2 separate regions of the Sus scrofa genome follow, and region 2 is linked to region 1. A link is a contact called in public Hi-C data. All regions are on one chromosome and are shown on one strand. The core of a region is the stretch at or near the end of the contact, and the rest is flanking DNA. Distances in the headings are between cores, read along the strand shown. Region 1 holds the start of SPATA5 (spermatogenesis associated 5). Region 2 holds the start of FGF2 (fibroblast growth factor 2).

The links. A called contact is a pair of places that touch in the nucleus more often than the background predicts.
Region 2: a contact with region 1 is called in a Hi-C map of skeletal muscle, with 2.7 times the contacts expected there. The contact joins the promoter of FGF2 here to the promoter of SPATA5 in region 1. A contact is called at or near these places in 6 of 47 Hi-C or Micro-C datasets (embryonic fibroblasts, fetal heart ventricle, heart right ventricle and 3 more) and 1 of 2 datasets of contacts at active chromatin or transcription factors (skeletal muscle).

Annotation. Positions count from the first base shown.
Region 1 is chr8:101,238,447-101,246,248 of Sscrofa11.1, reverse strand. It overlaps SPATA5 (spermatogenesis associated 5), which reads left to right and starts at 5,150. Exons shown (of 17, transcript NM_001177913.1): 1 at 5,150-5,294. The coding sequence starts at 5,150. It overlaps NUDT6 (nucleoside diphosphate-linked moiety X motif 6), which reads right to left and starts at 4,082. Exons shown (of 8, transcript XR_002346434.1): 1 at 4,053-4,082; 2 at 259-462.
Region 2 is chr8:101,339,687-101,347,488 of Sscrofa11.1, reverse strand. FGF2 (fibroblast growth factor 2) reads left to right here and starts at 3,405. Exons shown (of 5, transcript XM_021100546.1): 1 at 3,405-3,568; 2 at 3,626-4,233. The coding sequence starts at 3,405.

The DNA of each region.
Region 1 (7,802 bases), core at 3,901-6,400:
CCTTCGGTTGCTGTGGCTCTGGCGTAGGCCAGCGGCTGCAGCTCCGATTCGACCCCTAGCCTAGGAATCTCCATATGCCACAGGAGCAGCCCTAGAAAAAGGCAAACAAACAAACAAACAAGCAAAAAATACTGTGTTAGAGTTCCCAGGAGAAGAATAATTTAATCAAATTGTTCATTCTATGTAACATCACTCAGCTGTAAAAAGAAATTGGGTGAATCTCTAAGTTATTTCTGTTTATCATTAGTTTGAACTGACCTGCAACTCCCACTTGATGTGTAGCATATCCTGGTAACCTGCTGGGCCCTTTTCCCAGCCACAGGGTCAGGGTAGATGAATCTGATTCTGCGTGGTGAAAGCAGAAGCCCAGGGAAGCGGCAGGGGCAATAAATCGGCTTTGGAAGATGGGAATGTGCAGCCATACCGCTACCCTACCTTCCGATCTCCATTTCTGTATTGCAGCTAAAACACAGAAGATAAACATCTGTAAATATTTTCCAGTGAGAGGAGATTAAGACTTATCTTCCTCCTCTAGGAAGCCATCTTTAAGCTCCATTTCCCTTATTAATTAACTCTTTTGGGGCTGGGGATATCCCCCATGTTTTATAATATTTAGTATTTTGTTCATTTGTTTCTCCACCAGACTGAATTCCTTGAAAATAAAGTTAATATACTGATGATCTTCATATTCACATCATCTGACACAATACTTGGCACATAATTGGTACTAACTGTAGAATGAACAAACGGATTTAAATAAAATACCAGTTCAATGCTGTTCCTTTTAATAATCTTAGTTTTAATCTTTACAAATGACTTATGTGCGTCTCTTTATTTTTCTTTTAAAAGTCCTGTCATTCACATATATGCATGCGTGTGTGTATGCATACACATTTATTTTCTTTTATATATTTCAAGATGGTTAAAAATATACCTTTGTTTTTAAACAATGTATGGTAGTTCAAGAAAATTTTGAAAGTAAAGTATAATGAGTAAATCAAAATTTCACATTAGGACACAGTAATAAAATTTAAAATTTTGATGTTTTTCCATAAATATAATTTTGGAATTGAAATAAGTCCAAATAAATCATATTGTATTTAATTTACATATTATATTGTAAACATTTTGCTGTCATTAAAATTCTTAATGAACATTTTTAATGACTGCATAATATTCCTTATATAGATATACCATAATTTAACCAACCTCCTACCCTTGGATATTTAGACTGTTCCTAATTTTTATTTATCATAAATAATACCATGATGAACATGAAGCAGACTTTCTGTCTTTGACTTTAAATTCTCTTACTCTGTCAATTAAGATTGAGCCAGGGAAAAAGGATGCCAGTATTTATCTGACCCTTACTAAATTCCAGGCATTTTAGATACACTAGTTCATTAAATTATCACAATAAAAAAGGGCAAGTATTATCATCTAATTTATAGGTGAAGAAATGAATACTTCACAGTTTTAGAAAAACTTGTCAGACCACTGTCTCTATCTACCATCTCACTTAATCTTAACAATAACCCTAAAAAGTATGTGTAGAGAGATGGGGAAAGATTTGATTATTTACTTATTAGATTCCTTTCTCTTGTCTTTTACATCCTCTGCAGTAAGCACCTTCCCCGTTAAGGACCATGTTTCTCTACCTGACAAGTCGGTGTGCCTAACACAGTGACAGACAAGTTGGGAGCTTAATTTAACAGACTTCTTAATTTGGGCCTATGGCATCTCCTCAGATCCTTCTCACCTGGATCTTTCTCTGATCAAATCTGTTTTAAAATTGACATAGAATTACATAAAGTGAAATGGACAAGTCTTAAGCGAACATCTGATGAGTTTTGACATATGCATACACCTCTGCGACCCACACTCATGATTACAGAGTATCTCTATTATTCCAGAGAGTTGCTATGTCCTCCTTCCCAATCATGACAATCAAAAAACCTGAAGTTCTGAACCTACAGTCACTTTTTTACTGTTTTTTAACTTTACACTGATTGACTCCATCCACTCCCACTTCTTCAGTTAACAACTATTCAAGGATGTTTGCCCAATCCTGACTTCACTGAACACTGATTTTTCTGCTCTCCAGCTGCCCTCAGACATTTCTTGAAGGCTGCCATTGCAAACTTCATGCCTATGTTCAAGACTGACTCCTACACACTCCACCCCAACCTCATTTTATTTATAGGCATATTTCTGGCACCAATGCTTCAAGTCTCAGAATCATTCTTTTAATTCATTTTCTTTCTCTGATAAACTTCTAATACTTTTTCCTTCTCTATCCCTCACTTCTTTGATAAGCTTTCCTTACATGCTCTCCACAGAGAACCTAAGGATTCTGCTCTAGATTTACTAGAGCTTATTATACATTGCCTAATGATATCTCTTGTTATCTATTTCTAATCCTAATTAATATTTTGTGTATTTGCAATCCTGAAGGTTAACATAAGATTACACACTGGGGCTCAATTCATATTTATTAATGACTGGGTTTGTTTAAAGCCACACAGCTAATGAGTGACATAGCAAGTAGAACCAAGGTTATTTCCTCACTTATGCAGATATATATGAAGCTCAACAACATATTACCTGTTCATTCATCTAACTTTACAGTTATCAATAACAGGAACAATAAAGCAACAGACTTCATGTGTAAAGGTACTTAACTCTTGCTAATACATTATATACAATCAGTCCAATTTACTCGAATAGATTTGGATTTAATGGGCTTTCTTCTCAGGTTATTTTAGTTTATTTTTATAGGCAATATGATTAGGTTTTGTTTGACTCAATGACAACTAGCAATGGCACTTAACGGTGCTGTAAGAACACATTCTAGAGCCAGGGAAGTTAATCTGTCTCAGTACCATCATCCCTGAAATGAGGATAATAGTACATACCACACAAGTTGTTATGAGAATTAAATGAATCTGTATTCATGAAGTTTTAAAAAGTGTCTAGCACTTAGTGCAATTGCATTAAAAAGTTACAAAAAGCATATGGTACTTCAAAGTTTATAAATTAGTTTCATGTAATTTATCTCTGATCACATCTATCCAGTAAAGTAATTAGAGCTAGCATTATTCACATAAGCAACCTAAGATAAAAATATTTTCAGTGGTGATTTGCCTAATGGCTGGCTAGCTGTGTGGCAGAATCTGGGACTTGAAACTTGGGTGTGGGACTCCAAACCCAACCCACTTTCTGCTTTACCTTCCTGAGATAGTGCTTTGATCACTTGTTTGGCCACTTACGAGTAACAAGTGTGTGCAATAAACACCTGTGTCTACCCACACATATGACACACATTAGAGGATGAACACCGATTTGATCTGCTGGAGTTAGCAACTGTCCCAAGTAGGAGAGAAAACAGGTGAAGAGATAAGTAGCTTGGAAATGAGGATGCTTAAAGATTAACTAGCTCTACTCTATTACCATAGATGCTCACTTGCCATATGCTGCACAGAATAAAGATTATTTGAAGTTTCCTCTTAGTGTGAGAGGATATTTTTCCATGGCTAAATATCCTTTCTCTGCTTTCAATTTGATTATGAAGACCCTCAAGGGCAGTTTGAAAAACAGGTTGCTCCACCAAATCGAGGGCTCTCAAAGTGAAGGTTCCTCTTCACAAGCTTTCTTTTTTTTAATCATTGAATTCAAGGTTCAAAGAGAATAAAGAGAATGGTGAGCTTTGTTCCTGAAGACTGAAACCATTCACCAATCTCCCCCGCTAATTATAAAGGGAGTGTTGCTTTCTAAGTAGAAGAAACTCTCTAGTTCTGGGCACCAGAGCTCCTGATCCCACTTGTGAACAAATACGACCACTCGGAGCCTCTTCGGCCCACTTACGGTCCACCACCTGTATCAGAAAACGCGATAGGGTGTTTTTTTGTTTGTTTTGCCTTGGGCAAAGTGCCGGGCAGAACCAAGTCTCAGTAAACGGCAGTAAATAATTATGAAATAATATTAACAAACGCGGAGCAGTAAGTACGCGGCAGCTATAACGCTAAGCACTTAATAAGCATTGTCCAACTTACCCCTTAACAATCCCATGAGTTCCTGTTACCTGGTTTTACAGATGAAAAAAAGGTGATTTACAAAACTTGCCCAAGATCACACACTAGAAAGAGGACCAGAAAGTAGGGCTGCAGACCTAAAGTTTGAGCTCGTCACCATTTCCCCAACAGCCTCGGAAACCTCCCAGCCAAGGGCACGAGAACGAAAGGCAGAAAACGGGTGCGGGTCACACACGCCCTCTCTCCTTCCCTCCAGAGCGACTCGGGAGTGGGAACCCCAGTTACTTGGTTAGAAAGGTCGGGAGCCCGGGGAGCCTTGATCCAAGCGCACTTGCCCTGCAAAGCTCTCTGGAAGGCGACGGTGTCCAGGCGGTCCAGAGCGTCTAGTTTCACCGAGACGCCCCCGAATCTGTCCAGCTCACCCCTCAGCTCGCCAGCTACGGAAGGGGGGTCCCGAGAGCAACCCAGGAAACTCGAGGCCCCACGGAGCCCTGCATAAAGCATTGCGTGGCGCACCCGAGCCAGCCCAGTGAACCAGCAGCGGCCGCTCCGCAGCGGCGGCATTTCCACGCAGGCTCTCGTGGCCTCAAGCCTCAGCTTCCAAATTACCCAGCGGGTTTGCCTTAGAACGAAGAATGCTACCGTAAGTTTTAGAAGAGTACCACCCACCCTATCTCAGGGTTGAGCAGGCATTACCGCTTTGCAGCTCTAGGTAGAGGAAACGGCAGTCCTGTTGACTGACTCCTCTCAGAAGTTTGCCTGGCTCCCGCCAAGCGGGGAGAAACTCCCACAGCTTTCCACCCTCCCGGAGTTACCCCCACCCATTTTAATATTAAAGGGACGTTTGTTCAGGGATGGAAAATGCGGTGGAGATAAGAAAAATTCCTGTTTTTCAGGAATTTACAATCTAAAGGACAGTTCTGTCCACCTACTCCTTGGCAGAAGTCAGAACCTCTTCAACGAAGGATCCTCGGTTCTCCCGCTCCTCCTGCGCTCCACTCCGGGGATTACGGCGCGGAACAGAGCCTCGCTGGCTTCTGCCCCGGAAGTTTTTCTCTCAGTGAAGCGCGCACGTTGAGCCGGCTTCACCGCTGCTTCTCTCAGGCAGCCTTGAGATCATGTCTTCCAAGAAGAACAGAAAACGCCTGAACCAAAGCACCGAGAATAGTTCGCCCTCGGCCTCCGCTGCTTCCTTTCCTGAGGGGGCCACAGCTTCAGCCGTGGCGGCCGGGACTTTGGTGGTGATCAACTTCCTAGAAAAGGGTAAAGAGTTCTGAGAGGGAGGTCCGAGGCCGAGGGGGTGCTGCCTGAGAGGACGAAAACCTAGCGGTTCTACCTTGAGGGGAAGAGGTTTTTAAAAAGTTGGTCGAGGCAGCGATATGAGCGCGGCACAGAAGTCCTAAAACACCTGAAGCTGCGCCTGCATTGGAAACGTGAGGCAGAAATGACTTAACCATGGCAAGTCAAGCTGCATTTTTTGAATTTCTAAGTTTCACTTGAAACAGCCTAGGCTTGTTTAAGATTAACGGCATATGTAAGTGTAAAATCGCTCATATCAAGCGAGCTTTGTATACAATCACCCAGTTCGGTGACCATGTGGACCCGTCCTTCTTGAGAGAGAGGTCGATGTGCCTTTAAGATTGATAAGTGGCTTTTCCCCTGTTACACCAGTTCTGGTATTTAATAACAGCTGTTAATTGTACACTGGCGTTAGCAGTAGGTTGCGCATTTCACTTACGTGTCTCATTTACTCTTCTCAGAGCTTGGGAGATGGTATTGTGTTCTGCCCATTTTACAGAGGAAGAAAAGTTAACGTGACCGCCCCAGGTTACACAGCCTACTAAATAAATAACAAAGGTTTATTTGAGGCCAGAAGTATTTGACTCTAAAGCCATTGCTTTAGATCAGGGCAACCTTGACTTGAGAGAACGGATTTAACCGAAACGCATTTAGTTGGTAAAGCTTCTAACAGTCTTGATGTTTTGTGGTTTTTAAAAATGGTTCAGATTAACCTAGCGGCAAGATTTTTATTTCTCTATTGCAGACCCTAAAGACTATCTTCAAGTTAACATTGCGTTTTCAGTCTCTTTTGGGGATCAGAGGGCAACTAGTTGGGTCTTGCTGTCTTGCACAATCTCTTTTTCTTTCTTTCTTTTTTTTTTTGCTTTTTATGGCCGAACTCTGGGCATATGGAGGTTCCCAGGCTAGGGGGTCCAGTCGGAGCCACAGCTGCTGCTCTTCTCTCACTCCTCAGCCTCTTCCTATTTGACATCCACCCTATTATTCCATCAAAATGGCACCTGCCCTGGTGGCTGATTATCTCCATGTGGATAAATCCAATGGATGGTATTTCATTATTTGACCCCTCAGCAGCTTTTGGTATTGTCTGTCAGCCATTTCTACCTTCTTTAAACAGTTTTCTTCTTGACTTATGTATCATCACTTTCCCAGAGTTTTCCCCTTCTTTGGTTGGTACTTAATCAGTTTGTTTTGCAGGCTCACCCTTATCTACCTAACTGTCCAAAGTAGAAGCTTCTTAATCCTTAGTCCTAAACCCTCTTTTTCTCTATATGAACTTTCTTCAGCAAGTTCATCCACTTCCCAGAGTTTCCCATTTATACCCTTATTTTCCAGATTTGTATGTGTAATTTATATTGTTTCTGAGTCGATTCAATTGTCTTCTAGACCAATGCGTTTCAAACTCTGTAGGAAAGATTTTGAAATTAATGACGTGGCACAGTAACACTGTTGTAAAATAAAATAGAAGTAAATTACTGGCAGATAAGTTAGAGATTTTTATTAGATTCAACATATGTAGAATTACTTTGTCAAAATGCGATAAAAGCTTCTAAATGCATATCATTTTTTTGTTCTTACCTCATCATGAACAGTAACAAATAGTTTGTGGACTACATTTTTTTTAAATTGGAATATAGTTGATGAACAATATTTTGTTAGTTTCAGGTGTATGTCATTGTGATTCCCTTTTTTTTTTTTTTTTTTCTTTTTAGGGCTGCATTGGTGGCATGTGGAAGTTTCAGACTAGGGGTCCAATCAGAGCTGCAGCTGCTGCCCTACACCACAGCCTACACCACAGCCATAGAAATGCAGGATCCGAGCCTTTTTTGCCACCTACACCACAGCTCACAGCAACGCCATATCCCTGATTGAGGTCTGGGAGCCTGAGATTGAACTACATCCAGTGGATACTAGTTGGGTTTGATTACACTGCACAACAATGGGAATTCCCCACTTTTACTGCACCTGTTGAGGTGATCATATGGTTTTTGACTTTTGTTAATGTGGTATATGATGTTGATTGATTTGTGTATGTTGAACCATCCCCACTTTTAAATACATTAAATGATTACCATGATAAGTCTAGTACCATCTATCACCATACAAATTAATATAGTATTATTGAGTATATTCATTATACTGTACTTCTCTGTGACTTACTTTTTAATCGGAAGTTTGTACCTCTTAATTCCTTTCACCTGTTTTGCCCAACCCCCTCCACTCTTCTCCCAGCTAGCAACCATCCCTTTGTTCTTTGTATCCATTTGTCTGTTTCTATTTGTTTTGTTTTTTAGATTCCACATATAAGCGAAACCATATATTTGTCTTTTTCTGACTTACTTCACTTATAATATCCTCTAGATCCATCCGTGTTTTTGCAAATGGCAAGATTTCATTCTTTTTATGGCTGAATAATATTCCATTTTACTATATCCATTTTATATGTATAAAAGTTCTCTATATATTTTGGAT
Region 2 (7,802 bases), core at 2,156-4,655, 100 kb before region 1:
GTTTATTTTTTAACTCTCAATTCTGTTCCATTGATTTATATGCTTATCCTTAATTCTGTACCACACTGTCCTATACACTATAGCTTTGTAGAAAGTTTTGAAATTAAGTCTTCGAGTTCTCTTCTTCTTATTCAAGATTGGGGTTCTTTGCCTGTCCATATGAATTTTAGAATTAGCTTGTCATTTTCTTCAAAAAAAGGAAGTTGGAATTTTGACAGAGAATGCATTGAATCTGTAGATCAACTTTAGTATTAATTACCATCATAACAATATTGTCTTCAAATCCATGAATATAGATATTTCTCCATTTATTTATATCTCCTTTAATTCTTCCAAATAATGTTTGTAGTTTTCAGTATACAAGTCTTGAACTTCTTTGGTTAAATTTATTCCTAAGTATTTTATTTATTTTGATGCTATTGTAAGTGGAATTGTTTGCTTTCTTTCTCTCTTTGAATTTTTCTTTTTTAAATTGGCTGCGCTGGCTAGGAACTGAGCCCATGCCACAGCAGCTCCCCAAGCTATAGTGACAATGCCAAATCCTTAACCTCTGCATATAAGAGGACTCCCAGAATTGTTTTTTTAATTTCATTTTTGGATTGTACTTTGCTAGTGTAAAGAAATGCAACTGATTTTAATATACTGATCTTGTATCCTGCAATCTTGCTGAAATCATTTATTAGCTCTTATAGTTGTATGCATGTGTACATATGTTCTTTAGGATTTTCTATATTTAAGATTGTGTCAGAGTCCCCATCGTGGCTCAGTGGTTAATGAATCCAGCTAGGAAGCATGAGGTTGCAAGTTGGATCCCTAGCCTCGCTCAGTGGGTTAAGGATCCAGTGTTGCCACGAGCTGAGGCATAGGTCGCAGACGCAGCTCGCATCCCGAGTTGCTATGGCTCTGGCGTAGGCTGGTGGCTATAGCTCCGATTAGACCCCTAGCCTGGGAACCTTCATATGCCTTGGGTGCTGCCCTAGAAAAAGACAAAAAAAAAAAAAAAAAAAAAAAAAAAGATTGTGTGTCATCTGCAAATACAGATAGATTTACTTCTACATCTACAATGTGGATACCTTCATTTCACTTCTGGCGTAATTATTCCATTGTAAGACTCCACCCTTACGATCTCATTTAAATTTAATTGCCTCCTGTAAAGGTCCTGTCTCCAAATACAGTCACATTGGAGGTTAGAGCCTCAACAAATGAATCTGAGGGTCACACACTTCATTCCATGACAGTTACCTACAACTTACATGAGTTGTAAAGTTGCTCAAAGATACTGGGACCCCATAGAATCAGCTAATTTAGTTCTACTAAGATAACTCCTATTCCATTGAAGATATTTAGTAATCAATTTTTTCTTTTCGATTTAAGAGTCTTTCACATTTTCCCCTACATTAAAAAAAGTATTTGCTATTCTTATATATTTATCCAAATGAATTTTACATATTGTTAAATAGTTTTAAAAACTGTGCTAAAATTTTGATTATTGTTTAAAAATTTTAAATATGGTTAGAGGAATTTGCCACTGTTATTTTACTGTATGTTTCCATCCAGGAACATTTGAGATTTTTTTTTTTAAGCTCTCATTAAGTCTTTGTACTTTTCATCATTTATATTCCGAACAATTCTTATTAATTCCAAGGTAATTTATCTTGGTATTGTGAGGAAGTTCTCCTTCTGTTATAGTTTCTAAAGCATTATCTAAAGATATCTAAGGTATCTAAAGCATTGAGGAGTAAGTCCTCCTTCTTTTATAGTTTCCAAAGCATTTTCAGTGGAACCTAAAGGTTTTTAAAATTAATGTTTTCAATTCATCATCTTATAGAATTCTACCGTTGATTCTAGTTATTTTTCAAAATTATTTTTTTATTTTCATCCTTATAGTTGGGTGAATTGAGAATGCAAGTAAGTCGATTGCTCCTGGTGCAGCTGAGACCAAAATGATTGTATGGAAGAATATTGTCTGTCTCTCTGTGTCCATACAAGTGTGTGTTGAGAAGGCTGTGGGTAGGAACTTGAGACAACTTTCTTAATGATGTCTTCTTGGAATTAACACTATTTGCCTTGGAGACCTAGATTCCTAGAACTGGCTTAACCATTTCTTGTGATATCCTGACTTTGAAGGAATTAGAAAACAATCAGTTACTGTACATGGGATGCAATTCTACAAGACCGGTGGTCTATTAGCATACAAATTACTTAACTGCTTGTAGCTGTTCCCCAAATTTCTGGATACTACTGTTTAAAAATATTTTGACTTAGCTTTTATCCCTTTGGTCTTGGAACACAGGTTTCTGTGACAGAGTTCAAGACTTACTCAAATCTAACTTGATTTCAAAGTAAGGGGCAACCTGAAGAGTGCTGCAGTAGCTTCAGGCATTCCCTGGGATACCTACAGAGATCATCTGAAAGGGAGCTCTTTGTTATAACAAATTTTCGGTGCAGAGTAAACCTGTCCATTTTGGAGAGAGATGTCAGAGAAGCCGAATTGGCCCAGATTAAGCCTGGTTTTAAAGCTCCAAAGAATTGATGCACACTCTTATTTAACAGCTTAGAAATGCACCTGGAGTTAAACCTCTCTTGGAGACATGAACAAATGCACTCATGGATAATCTTTCAAAAGCAAACATGTTCTTAAACAGAGGAACTTCTGTATTCTCACCTCTTCCTAGAAGCTTTCCCTAGCCCTGACTACCCTCAAGCTGATTTTGTTTGTGTTGTTCATGCTCCCTATTGTCGCCTTCACTGTGCCAGAAGATCCCATGCAATGAGGCTTTTCTCACTGCATTTACTGAAATGCTTTGCACACAGTAGGCGCTCAGTATATGAATTTTATGGACCAGTATTTTCCTTATCTGTAGTACCTGTTATATTCTACTGAAAGTTAGCGAAGTGCAATTAACTTTAATTTTGTAGTTTGGGATTTTCAGAAAACTACCCTCCTTCCAAGAAATGCCTAACAGTTTAGCTAGAAAAAGACATTAACATGCTTCTAACGTGATAAGGATTTGAGACCCATCTTCATCTTTACACGTTGTCTAATTCAAGTTAAGTTAGTAAAAGGAAAACTCTTTCCTTTTAGCAACCCAATCCTCTCCCCTTCTCTGGCCTCTTTCTTTCCTTCTGTTAGTAAACTACTTCAGCCTCTGCCTTCAATTTTAACAATTTGTGCCTTGCGGGTACCCCTCATCTTTCGGTGATTAGAGAGGTTCAAAACCTACTGTGACACACAATCCTCCCTCGCTTCCGATTCCTCTATTTTTTTCCGGGGTGGAAATAGTTTCTCAGCTTTGAAGAGCTGGCAGGGAAAAAGAATGGGGGAGAAAATTGCATTTAAACTTTGAAAAGTTGAGTCACGACTGGTTGCACAGCAAAAGCTCCTCACTGTGGAGAAAGACTAAATGTCGTTTGGGTGGCGCGGGGTTGGGCTGGGGCGCCTTCTGGGGAACCGGCGGGGTCGAGGGCTCTGGAGCTGCGGAGGCCTTGGCTTTGGCCTCCTGCCGCGCCCCCGCATCTCCCCCGCCCGCGACTGCCTTCCAACTCCCTTTGGATGTCGCGCGCTTGCGTGAGGCAGCCGGAGCGGCCGACCCAGAGGCCGGCCCCAGAAAACCGGAGCGAGTAGGGGGCGGCGCGCTGGAAGGGAGGAGGGCCGGGGGCGTGGGGGTTGGTGGGCGTTTGGGGGTGGAGATGTAGAAGATGTGACGCCGCGCGGCTCGGCCGGTGCCAGACCAGCGGACTCAGAGCCCGCAGTTGCAAGCCGATCCCGGGCGCTGCAGTTTGGGGAGGCGGCCCTGCCGAGAGTGGCGGCCGCCGAGAAACCCAGCCCTAACCCGCAGCTCCAGGGCCGGCGGAGAGCGAAGCGGCCAAACAGCACGAGGCTGGGGGCCCGCGGGCGCGGCCGCGTGCCGCGGGGCGGGAGGCTGGGGGGCCGGGGCCGGGGCCGCGCTCCGGAGCGCGTCGGAGGCCGGGGCCGGGGGTCGGCGGCGGCGGCGGCGGCGGCTCCCCGCGCGGCTCCAGGGGCTCGGGGACCCCGGCAGAGCCCTGGTGGGGCCATGGCAGCCGGGAGCATCACCACGCTGCCCGCCCTGCCGGAGGACGGCGGCAGCGGCGCCTTCCCGCCCGGCCACTTCAAGGATCCTAAGCGGTTGTACTGCAAAAACGGAGGCTTCTTCCTGCGCATCCACCCCGACGGCCGAGTGGATGGGGTCCGGGAGAAGAGCGACCCTCACAGTGAGTACTGGCCCGCTGGTCCTCCCCAGCGCGGTCTCCATCTCGCGCGGTTCTCTCGCCTGCCTTCCAGTCCCCGCTCTCCTTCTTTCCACTCCGACCCCAGTGGGACTTGTGGTTTCTCTCCGCGCTGCCCTCGGCGGTTTCAGGTTCACCGCTCGCCCCCTCCTCCCCCGAGCTGCGGTGGCGGGTAGACGCTCCCCTAGGCTTTGGAGTGTGCCGCTTTCCCCTGGTAAACCAGTCCTCTGGGCCCGGAGCCGCAGGGCGCCCCGGCCTTGCCGGCGGCTTGCTGAGCGCTGACAACCTGTCGTATCCGGGATACCCCGCGGCGGAGCGGAGGTGAGCCGCCCGCCAGGTGCCGCCCGCGCCCCCCAGGCTTGAGTTTCGACCCCTTCTCTCTGGGATGCACGCAGTCCACCCCCCACCCCCCGCCCCCGCAAAGCCGACAGCAGCCGTATTAAAAGGGAAAATACCATAAGAGCCGTGTCTTTAAATTCCAATTCGGTAGGATCCGAGGTGGCTGGCACACTGCTCTCGTCCACCCACTTCTGTTTTTTCCTCCGAATTTTCGAAAGCTGAAAGAAAAAAACGAATGGGCTTTGTGCTATAGATTTTCGTTTCAGTTCTAAAAAGAACTGCAAAAACTTTAATTTTCCATTTGCAGTTATTAGGTTTGGGACCTCGAGAGATACTTAACTTGTGAACCCGTTTCCTCTTCCCGAAAGTGGGGATATTATTTACCTTGCATCGGGTTTGAGGATCAAATAAGAATTTATATAAAGTTATATAAAGTGCTCAGAGGATTCAGTTTACTAGTCTACACTTTGGTTTACTGTAAAAAAAAAAAAAAAAGAAAGTGTTTGTGGTTATAGAAATAAGTCTGGCCTGAGTTATTAGTTCTCAAATTTTAGGAGTGCCTTAGAATCACATGGATAGTTTGTTATCAGGCATGGAGGAACCATCTCCCACAGTTTGATTCCTTCGGTCTGGAGTGGGGTCTGATAATTTGCGATCCCTGGTGATGTTGAGGCGGAGCACACTTTGAGACCCACTGGTCTAGAGAAAAGGGAAGAAAAGGGCATAAAATGAGCTGGTTAAAAAACATTGATGAATTTTAAGTGAAAGAAAGAGGATCAGATGTATTTTAACTGTCATCCTGTAAGTGTAGCTGAAACATCTGTTTTAAAAGCTGTTCTGCCTGGCCTTTCTCTATGGGTTTCAGGTGGAAATTTCATCCTCTTTTTGCATTAGACCCACAGGAGTTTACCTTTTGATGCTAATGGTATGTCCTTCACCCTCGAGGGAGGGGTTAGGAAGAGGAGAAAGTTCTGCAGCCAAACCTGAGTTGACAAATTCTAGAATGGGAAATGTCCTTTTGTAAAAGTTGGGTCCTAATTGATTCCGAAACAGCGAAAGATGCAGGTCTGTAATTTTTTTTCAGGTCTGCCATAATTTAAAAATTTTACCAGCTGCTTACCTTATCCAGTAAAAACTGAAAAGATGCTTGTAGCCCAACATATGGGTTAATGCTCTTACTCTTTTTTTTTGTAGCTAAGTAGGTTTCACAAATTATCTTTGGAGTTTGTTCTGCAGTTGGCTGCCAGACTAGCCCAGCTGATTAGGGCAGGGTGCATGCATATATACCAGTTCATTTTGTCTTTTCTAGGAGTTTAAGAAAGACCATGTTGTTGTGAGTAGAAGACAGAACTCTTCTCCAGATCAGATTCATGTTGGGGCTTCCCCTAGTACTCTTTTTTATTTTTTTTCCAGTTATCTTATTAGTTACATTTTTTTCCACTTTGAAGCTTCAATACCCTATTTCCTTTAGAATAAAAGTGTATAGGGACTAGCAAGTGAGGATAATTCTGAACTGCACACCACATTACCATCCTTGTAAAGACAACCATTAACGTTAACTCTCAATTCTGGATTGAGTTGTCATTTTTGTAATCTGATTTTAACCCAGTGGTAATCAAATGGGGTTGATACCTATCCCCATTCCTACTCCCCCCATTTGGCAATGCCTGGAGACATTTTTGGTTATCATACGTGGAAGGGTGCTGCTGGCATATAAGTAGAGGCGGGGATGTTGTTAAACATCCTACAGGACACACAGTACCTCCTGCATCCCTCAGCAAAAAATTTTCTGACCCAGGTGTTAATGGTGCTAAGATTGAGAAACTCTGCCAACTTGATAACCAGCTAAAGAGAAGATGTTAAAAGTGAAGAGTTTATGGAGATGATTGATTTTTTTAAATCACCTTTTACCAGGCAATAGACTGACAGGAATGTAAATCTAAAAATGATGAATTTGGACTACTTTTATGTATCCCAACCTGGACATAAGTTTTAAGTGCAATATTTTTTTCCCGGCATATGGAATGTGTCCTGATGGTTGACCAAACCAAGAGGAAACTTAGGGGAAAGAGATAAGAAAAAAATGAATATGGACATGACATAACAATATACTTTCAACCACATCCTCTCCATTCTTCACAACAAACAAAACTGGTCTGCAAACTTGGAGAAATAAAGCAGAGTTAATGGTTGCTACAACTTCCCACTGAATTAAGGCTAGGTGTCTGGACTGGTTTGAAATGCTGACAAACCTAAGGCCCCATTCCTCAAGCTGTTTTGCTCAATGGACCTGAAAAATCTACCATTTGAGAGTTATTCCTTTGGTGTTAACACCTTCTGTCCAGCTGTTACTAACATGCAAACACAGTCTGTGCCCCATATCCGAGGGTTCCCCATCTGTGTATGGAGATGGAGGGCCCACAGCTATGCCATTTTTCCATGAGGGACTCGAGCCTCCACTACTGTTGGTATCTGCTGGGGATCCTGGAACCAAACCCCCATGGATACCAGGGGAAGACTGTACCTCTGAAGAGTTCAACCATTATTGGATTTTACCACTTGGTGTGAGTTAAGTTGTGTGCAATTTCTTCCCTGAAATCTGACCAGAAGGACTGAAGTTGAGGGAGGGAAGCTTTGAAGATGGCGGCATAAATGTGGGGCACTGGTTAGGTGTGGGGGACTTGGCTCAGGTTGTGAAAAGATGTAGGGCAGGAGGAAAGCGGGAGAAAGGAAAGGGAATGTAAGGTAAGGTGACTGAATCCCAACTACTCAGTATTGCCAAAGATCACCTGTGCTTCTCATGTGGGTTCTTGCTTGAGTTTTCACTTGAAAAGAACTGTTTTCAGAGTTCCTGTTTGGGCTCAGCAGTAACAAACTCAACCAGTATCCATGAAGACATGGATTCTGTCCCTGGCTTTGATCAGTGGGTTAAGGATCTGGAGTTGCCGTGAGCTGTGGTGTAGGTTACAGATGCTGCTTGGATCTGGTGTTGCTGTGGCTGTGGGTTAGGCCAGCAGCTGCAGCTCTGATTTGACCCCTAGCCTGGGAACTTCCATATGCTGTGGGTAAAGCCCTAAAAAGAAAGAAAAGAGGGGGTGGGGGAGGGGAGGAAGGAAGGAAAGAAAGGAAAGAAAAAGGAAGGAAAGAAAGGAAAGAAAAAGAAAAGGCCCATTTTCCTGCCCCTGTTTTGTGATCCTGGAATAACCTTCATTTGA